Regions from separate parts of the Drosophila melanogaster genome. Here region 1 is linked to region 2. Evidence: chromatin contacts called from public Hi-C data. All regions are on one chromosome and are shown on one strand. Each heading gives the region's core, a stretch centred on a gene start, on an enhancer-like site or on the middle of the called end of the contact. The rest is flanking DNA. Distances are from core to core; before and after follow the strand shown. Region 1 holds the start of Hsc70-3 (Heat shock protein 70 cognate 3). Region 2 holds the start of CG9360.

Region 1 (3,992 bases), core at 10-2,509, 43 kb after region 2:
TAAATTACTGTAAAAGGAAAACAAGAACTTCACCTAAATGCAAGCTTAGGCTGTAAGAAACTAATACGAAGAAGAAGACAAAGTTCATTCACCGAACTTGTCACTTGTCACGACCACCACGTCATTGGTTGGCCTTTATTGGTTTCAACTATAAAGGAAACTAATTTCATACGTTTCTATTTCTTTAAGGGCACGTGCGGGCAAACTTTTTGTAGCAGACCTCTTTTACTTTTGCCAATATGGCGACTGTAAAATTGCAGTGTATTGGTGTCCCTCTTTGCCGTCCGTTCCTTTACACGAATATTCTAGCAGTGCAAGTGCACTTTCCAGCTATTTGTGCTAACGTCCAGCTCGTATTTAAGCCTTTTCTTTGAACTAACACTTACACTTATCGCTGAGCGGTTAATAATTTCAAATTGGTTTCGATTTAATGTGCTTTCTCGACGCTTCAAAGTGAACTGACAGAGCAGTAGAATATGTGGCTGCTGCTTATCTGACGTTTTTGCCGGCGCTTTCTACGTACGCACACAGTCATACGCTGCGGCACACACACACACGTGCAACTCTGGGGCCAAAAAGACACGTCAGTGGTAGATCAGTGTTGGAAAGCACGCGATTGTTCGGCCGACGAATAACCGCTTTTCAAAAATATATAATTATTTCTACACACAATATTTCGCGTTGTCCTTATCAATATCAGGTAGTAAATAGTATTTTACAGTTACCAATGGGTCTGTCAAGCAATCGTTTTGATTCTTTTATAATGTTGCCTCAATTTTGTTTCAAAATAAACAATAATATAATATAAGAAATGCTATAACGCAATTCAAGCCACTGAATTCCTTGCAACACATATTTATAAAAAAAAATAGATATATTTAAATATACACTTTATGCTGGTTCTTTTGGTCCAAAGTAAATTTGATAAATATTTTCCTGTTTCTTAGATGTTAATACCAACAGCATACACTCATATCAACTTTCAATATAATTTTCTTTTTGTATACTTACATTTTCTAACTAAAACTATTAAAAAAAAATTCACTTATTTAGGTAATTGTCACTTTTTGTCACAGAAGTATTAGTCTTTGTTGTTTTTTGGCTTGGTTTTAATTGATCTAATGGGAATGTAACGATTTCTTGTTTATATTTGCGGTCACAGCGCGTTACAATGTTCTTGGGGTAATAATTTGTATTTAATAAATCGCGTTTCTCTTTTGCTGTGCTGTTATTCCTTGTACTTTTGTTTTGAAACTGATTTTCACTCTCTGTTTTCCGGCTATTTATTGCTCTTTGCTCTCACCTACCACTGACGTGTCGATGAGTTTAGTTTTCTAGAAACATCGATACACATCTGGCAATCGAATAAGTCGAATAAATATTTCGTTAGACTAAAATGTCTAATTAATAAAGGTATTAAGAAGATATAATTAAAAATAAAAATAATATATTACAGGATTATATGATTGCAACTATTTCTGCTATACGGTTTACAATCATTTTAATAATAGTTTTTTAAGATTTAACTTCTTTTATATATTCATTTTATTCAATATAATTTTAATCGATAACTATCTTAAGGTGTTACATCTCTAGCACTGACGTGTCGCAGGCGTAGCTGTTCCGCCCACTGGAGGCCAACTCTCGCTCTCGCTCTCTCCCAGAGCTTTTCACTATTTGTTTACCCAAACATTTTCGGAGCGGAGAGAGTACGATGTTTGGCCTTCTTCTTTTTCTTTTTATGGTGTTTGGTTTGTCTGATGCAAATATGCGTTCCCCTTAAGTAAAGCCGCAACGAGCACTGACGTGTACATTGCCCCAGGTTAACCGTTATGCTTCCAGCTGAATCTGGATGTTTGCCGTTACTTTAAGTGGGGCGTAATTATTGACAACTTCCCAAAACTATTTTTAGACTTTGTAATTGTTCATTCCGATACTTGAAGTTATAAATATATGCTTTTGGGTTCTTATTATTATAAGCATATAATTACATTCGAAATTTAAATTTAAGCTTATATGCAGCTGTTTTTAATACTATGACAACCGGAAATGGTACTGCAATATTTACATGTAAATTCGAAAGAAAAACTAACTGCTTATCCATAGTTTTGAGTGGTAAACGAATGGAGTTTAATAAAGACATAGAATCAAATTTTTTTTCAAACTTACCTCTTTCATATATAAATGTTATTTATATTTTATATTATTAAAAATGTCTAGTATTTTATATATGTATGTATATATTGCTATTTCGAATTCCATATAGCAACTCTAGACTTTTTTAGCACTTCCCAGAATTTTTATTAATAATATTTACATATATGAAAAATAAAATTTAAAAGCGTATTTAAACAATACGCTCAAATGATGATTCAAAAATGTTTCAAGAATATCATGACTAATATTTGGGGGGATAAAAAATGATATATTTTCCGAAAAAGTCGAAAATACCACGTTTATCTGGCAATTTCCAGGCATTTCGTCGATCTTCATTTGAAATGATAATTTCCATAAATTAAACGACTACCGATAAGAACAGGCAAACAGTCTATATATGTAGCATATTTATAGCGAGTTCTTGACTTATCAGTCCGCATCCGCCCGAGAATGAAAAACACCCACTTTTTAGTTTTCTTTTTTTTTTTTTTGTCGATTTTTGTAATGACACTCATTCAATATCAATATATTTTCATAACAATACATAATAGCATGTAATAATCTTTTTATCATCTCCCCGCTCAGCGCCCCGTCGATATCGTACCGTACTTTACATTATAAAAGTAGACGTTGACCAAAATTCTGGTTTGGAATCCAGCCAAATTATGTAGTTTTCTTTCTGTCGCAGATTGTGTGCAGGAAAAACTATGGACAGGTTGTATTCTAAGCAACACATTCAATAATCTCTATTCGATAATTTCCATATCTATTAAAAAAATTATTATAAAAAAAAGAATTGATGATACAATCTAGGTTCTTTATGGCGAATTTGCTATAATTGGATTATTGATAATGCAAATAATGGTCGACGTGGTCGAAGAATGGGCCACATCATCTGCTCTCCACAATATTTAAAGCTTAACGACATATAAACATCAATTGCTTTACAATGCTGTCGTGTTTTTGTTTTTTTTGGTCAAATGTGTTTGTGGCTATTTGTGAAAAGTGAAATAAAATCGCTAAGTTTTTTATGCGTATATACATACATACATATATATATATATATATATATGTATGTATATAAAAAGTCGGAGCATAAAGAAAAGCACATCGAAAAACGATTAATAGTTAATAGTTTGTATAAGAGTATAGTTACAGTTTTCTTCTTTCTTTTGGGCAATAGAGTGCACAAAAATGGTTTGTTTTCTTCGTATATAATATATAAAGTTGCTTTGAATTGAATTTGTATGCTTGGTTTTCCATCGCGAGTTGCTGAAACACTTGAGTTGCATAGATCCGTTTTGAGTGTGTTCTTGGTTTTTGTTTCTTCCTTTTTTTTTGTTTTTTTTTATTGGTTTTTGGTTACCATTTTGTGAGAGTTTTTTTTGGTCCGAAACTGCGACACGAAGTGATTTATTCTATGGATACAGCATGCTGACTACACTGCATCTTTGCGATCTTAGAATCGCCACGCCTGCTAGTTAACAATATCAACAAAGGGCAAGCAGCTGGTGTTACTGAAAGAGTGTGGGAACAATGAAGCAATCTGTGGATAAAACCTGGCGCCAGTTGGCCTCAATTATTTACAACAGACACCTAACAACTGCTTACTTTAAAAGTAATGCCGAAATGTTAATGAAACATGGAAGCTTTTCGAATTCAATGTAGTATTTTGCGAACCATATCATGTGAGAAAGGCCAACTGGCTTGGAATTATCCAAAGATTACCCTCTGCCATTGTCAAACCAAAAAAGATCAATTCTACATATATCTGTGTATATATAGTGGTGTATATATATATTCTGTGTTCTGCTTGGTGCGGTGGCAGCAAATTG
Region 2 (4,053 bases), core at 1,241-3,740:
GGGCCTTTAACAATTGATATTTAACATACGAATTGGTCGGAGGACGACAACGATGATGATGATGATGACGATGTGACCGCGCCCACTCTGTGTTCTTGTGCCGCCCCACCAAAGAAAAAAAAAAATGAACAATTAGGGAATTTCATGGGAAAAGGCAAAAAAAAAGGCAAGAAATTCGATGGGAAGAAGGTCTGTGGACTGGGCTGTGTAATTAAGTCAGGTGGAATTTGCTTAAAGATACAATTCAATCGAAAGGTTTAATACTATAAACTATACTATACTATATAAATTATACTCAAGTACAACCTTTATAGCTTTAACATATTAATACCCTGCTATATCTCTTACCCTAAAAAGAGTTTAGTTAGTATGGACATTCGCTCTTTGAAATAAGTTAGCTTGAAACTATCCCGATTTTTTTTGTTTTTTTTTTGCCTACAACCACCATTGCAATGGGATCAGGAGATCAGTCAATCTCTCAATGCAATTGCCGCAATTTTTATGGCCACATTTACTGCGGGATCACGACTTTCGCTCCCTCAACCTGTGCCGCAAAACGAATTCGTGCCTCCAAATCGATTGCTTGCCGCGAAAGATCTACTATGTATAGTGCAACAACACATGGCCCTCAGTTAATTGTGTAAATGCGATCAATTAAGAGTGTGCAATTAATTGAAAATATACATATGTGGTACAGTGTTGATTGGCTGGCACGGACGTAGAATAACAGAAGCGCAGTGCAGTGAAAGCGTTTCAATTATACATATCTGTTTGTTTGGGGCAGCTGATTTCTACTTTCTAACACCGTGCCACATTAGCTGAGCATTATTTAAATTGTTGTGATATAAGATAAATACTATGAATGCCAGAAAATAAAATTGTTGAGAGTGTAAACTTGGGGTTTTTCGTCTTTTTTTTTTTTGTTACCCAATGAACAAGCAATCCATTGAAAACAGAGATGAGGAGACCAGTTAAGATTACTTTTAGTTCTAATACACATATTATTGAGGTAGTCTCAGAAACCAACCACTGCCTAAATTTATCTGATTGTTATGTATTTTTTTCCCTATTTTCAGATCCGATCGCCACGCCCACAGCGCCAACATGTGGAGCCCACAAAAAGGCCCTACACGACTGTGGGACCTTAGGTTTAGTAGCTGTATATTTATCTTACACTTAATGGTAAGTAAGCAAAATCAAATTGTAAACAATAATACTTAGTGTGAACCATGGGCAAACAAAAAATAGAAAAATATCTAATCTACGGAAAAATGATTACAATTTGTTTGATCAACAAATGTTTCTATTACAGCACATAAATTGTGGTCTGATCTAGGCAATAAATTGAAGAATAGTTAGATACAATTGGGACTTGGTTTGCTAAAGAATTTTAATCACATAACGTTTGGTACATGCATACATACATATATATATATAGATATATATATATTTTTAATAAAAATAAAATATAGTAGATCAACTTCATATGACACTTCCTTGTTGTAAACACAAATAGCAGAAGCATCCAGTGGGAAATCTAGAGTCTAGAGGGTTTCGCCGACAGGCTTGATGGTCAGCTCGTGAATCTGGACATTTGGCGGGGTCTGGATGCAGTAGCTAATGGCATCGGCCACATCCTCAGAGCGGAGCATTGGAAAGTCGGGAATGCCAACGAGAGCCTCCTTGTCGATGATCTCGGTGTCCACGGCACCGGGACTGATGCTCTGTAAAATCACAATGGATATTTATCGGAAAAGGGGGTAATCGAAATGTCAACTTTAAGCTAATCTCTCTCTGCGCACTTACCGTAATCTTGGTCTGGGTCTTGTTGTTGTGGAACTCCTGACGCAGCACCTCCGTGAGAGCGGTGACTGCGTACTTCGATGGCGAATACATGCCCATGGTGATGCCTGGGTTGTTGATCACCCGGTGTCCGGCCACACTGTTGACAATCAGGATGTGTCCATCGTTAACATTGCGTCTCTTCAGTGATTTGAAAGCCTCGCGGGTGCACCACGAAACGCCCAGGACATTGGTATCCAGAATGGCACGAAGATCAGCGCCATTACCCTCGTGGGTGATGCCCACACCGAGGCGAACAATGCCAGCGTTGTTGACCAGCACATCGGCACCGCCCAGTGTTGCATCGATCCATGCGAACGCATCGATCACCTCCTGCTCCTGGCTCACATCGCATTTGCGTCCATGGAAACGACTGGCCTGGTCCGCTGGCAGCGAAGCCTTCAGCTCCTGCAGACGGTCCTCGCGACGTGCAAGACCCACGACCACCAAGCCCTTGGACACCAAATCCTTGCAACAGGCAGCTCCGATTCCCGAACTGGCGCCAGTGACAACAGCAACGCGATTTAGCCAACGATCCATAATTTGTATTTAGTATTTGTTTGTACGGGTCTAATGCAACTGAGATGTATATATATATATATATGTATATACGGTTGGTTTGCGATCGCGACCTGTTCTAGAACTGCTCTTTCATTGCCGATCCACTTGCTTTTATAGATCATCGCAGTTCCCAGCAGAGCCGATCAGTTCCGAGCTCAAATTTGAGAGAGTAATAGTATTCACCACTCGTCTCCATTTTGGGCCGAGTCCAAAACATTCTCGCCGTTCAGCCGGCTTTTTTCTCAATTGTATCGTAATCGTGAGTCAGCATAAAGCCATCGCGCCTCTGTTGATCAACTCATTCTAGAAAGATACTCCAAACATATATGTACTATGCGATAGCTCTCCCCTTTCGATGATGATAAGAATGAGCATGAGTGGACTTCATTATGGGTCAGCACATTTGGTTTGGGCTGGGGGCTTCCAAAGAGGGGGAACACCACATTGTGACACACTCGTTTAAAATGATATGGAATCGCTCGCAATTGTCTACTTGTTGGCGCTCAGTTAAGGTTTAATGTAATAGAATTCAAACATGACGCTTATTTGCTTCGCTTGAAAACTGCAAATCATTGTAAGTAAGCAGTTTGCTTTGCTTTCGAAGGCAAACTCATTGATAGTAGGCAGTTTATAAGTATACATACATATATGTGTATTATCAGACTAACAAAAATCGAATTTAAGCAAGAGCTAAACTTGGGAAACAAATTGATATTTTTATTACGTATACGAACTGTTGACTGTTTGCTATTGACCATTACGTATACGTATTGTTGTCACTGATTTTGTTTCAATATTTCATTCGAATGAGAATATGATGTAAAGCATTGAGATAAGCTTGTGAAAAGCATGACAAGCAAAATGCGTTAAATGTAAATGCAATAATGCTAAACTATTCGTTGGCTTGATCAAGATGTAAAACAATTACAATGCATTTGCATAAACTAATTTATACAGTAACAAGTAACAAGCAACTGGAAGATCTGGCTGCGATCCATACGATCCATTCCTGCATTTCCATTTTGGTCCGTTGTGGCGACGCCAGACAATGTGGCACCAGCTAAGATCGGATGGTATATAGCCGGTTATATATATTCAACATATATATATATATGAATACCCACTTGTTCAGTTGCCACTCATCCAGTAAGTCAACTTTTACTGCGGACGGGGGCAAGGAAAATGCAAATTCCTTGAGCCAGCGACTCGCTCAGACTTCCCTCGATTTGATTTTGCTGATCGAAGCCGATCTATGCGGCATGTGGCAAGGCAGTTTGGGGCAGGTATCGGTATGCAAATATGCAAATATGCAAATGTGTCAGGTGCAACTACCTCCCGAAAACCACAAGCCCCTCAGCATGATTGGAGCACAGGTTCCAGTTAGATCCCCCTCAAAAAGCCAAACGGATGCAGGCCAAGTGGAATTCGCTTTCCCATTTCGATTGGCCTTCATTGGCCATCCAAAAGGGGGGGAACTGAGGACTGCAGACCGAAGACCAGCCTAAAGAGCCTGAAGAGACTGGAGAGACTGGATTGCCGTTTCGTTTTTATTGGCAACACGTTTGTCAGGTGCCAGGTGCCAGTGGAACCGTTAGGAGCCCACCCACAAGGCTGGCCAATGAATTTCGGGATCGGGAATATCAAGTTATA

Evidence for each region. Hi-C and Micro-C count contacts between places; a contact is called where the count stands out from the background.
Region 1: a contact with region 2 is called in a Hi-C map of the Kc167 cell line, with 4 times the contacts expected there. The contact joins the promoter of Hsc70-3 here to the promoter of CG9360 in region 2. A contact is called at or near these places in 4 of 107 Hi-C or Micro-C datasets (the Kc167 cell line, eye imaginal disc, pupal leg imaginal disc and 1 more) and 1 of 6 datasets of contacts at active chromatin or transcription factors (the Kc167 cell line).

The regions. Positions count from the first base shown.
Region 1 is chrX:11,805,858-11,809,849 of dm6, forward strand. Hsc70-3 (Heat shock protein 70 cognate 3) reads right to left here and starts at 1,260. Exons shown (of 3, transcript NM_078577.3): 1 at 1,012-1,260. CG1578 reads right to left here. Exons shown (of 8, transcript NM_001298212.1): 8 at 2,649-3,992.
Region 2 is chrX:11,762,100-11,766,152 of dm6, forward strand. It overlaps CG9360, which reads right to left and starts at 2,491. Exons shown (of 2, transcript NM_132518.3): 1 at 1,807-2,491; 2 at 1,375-1,724. The coding sequence starts at 2,382. The coding sequence ends at 1,545. m (miniature) reads left to right here. Exons shown (of 8, transcript NM_132519.2): 3 at 1,077-1,182. The coding sequence starts at 1,105.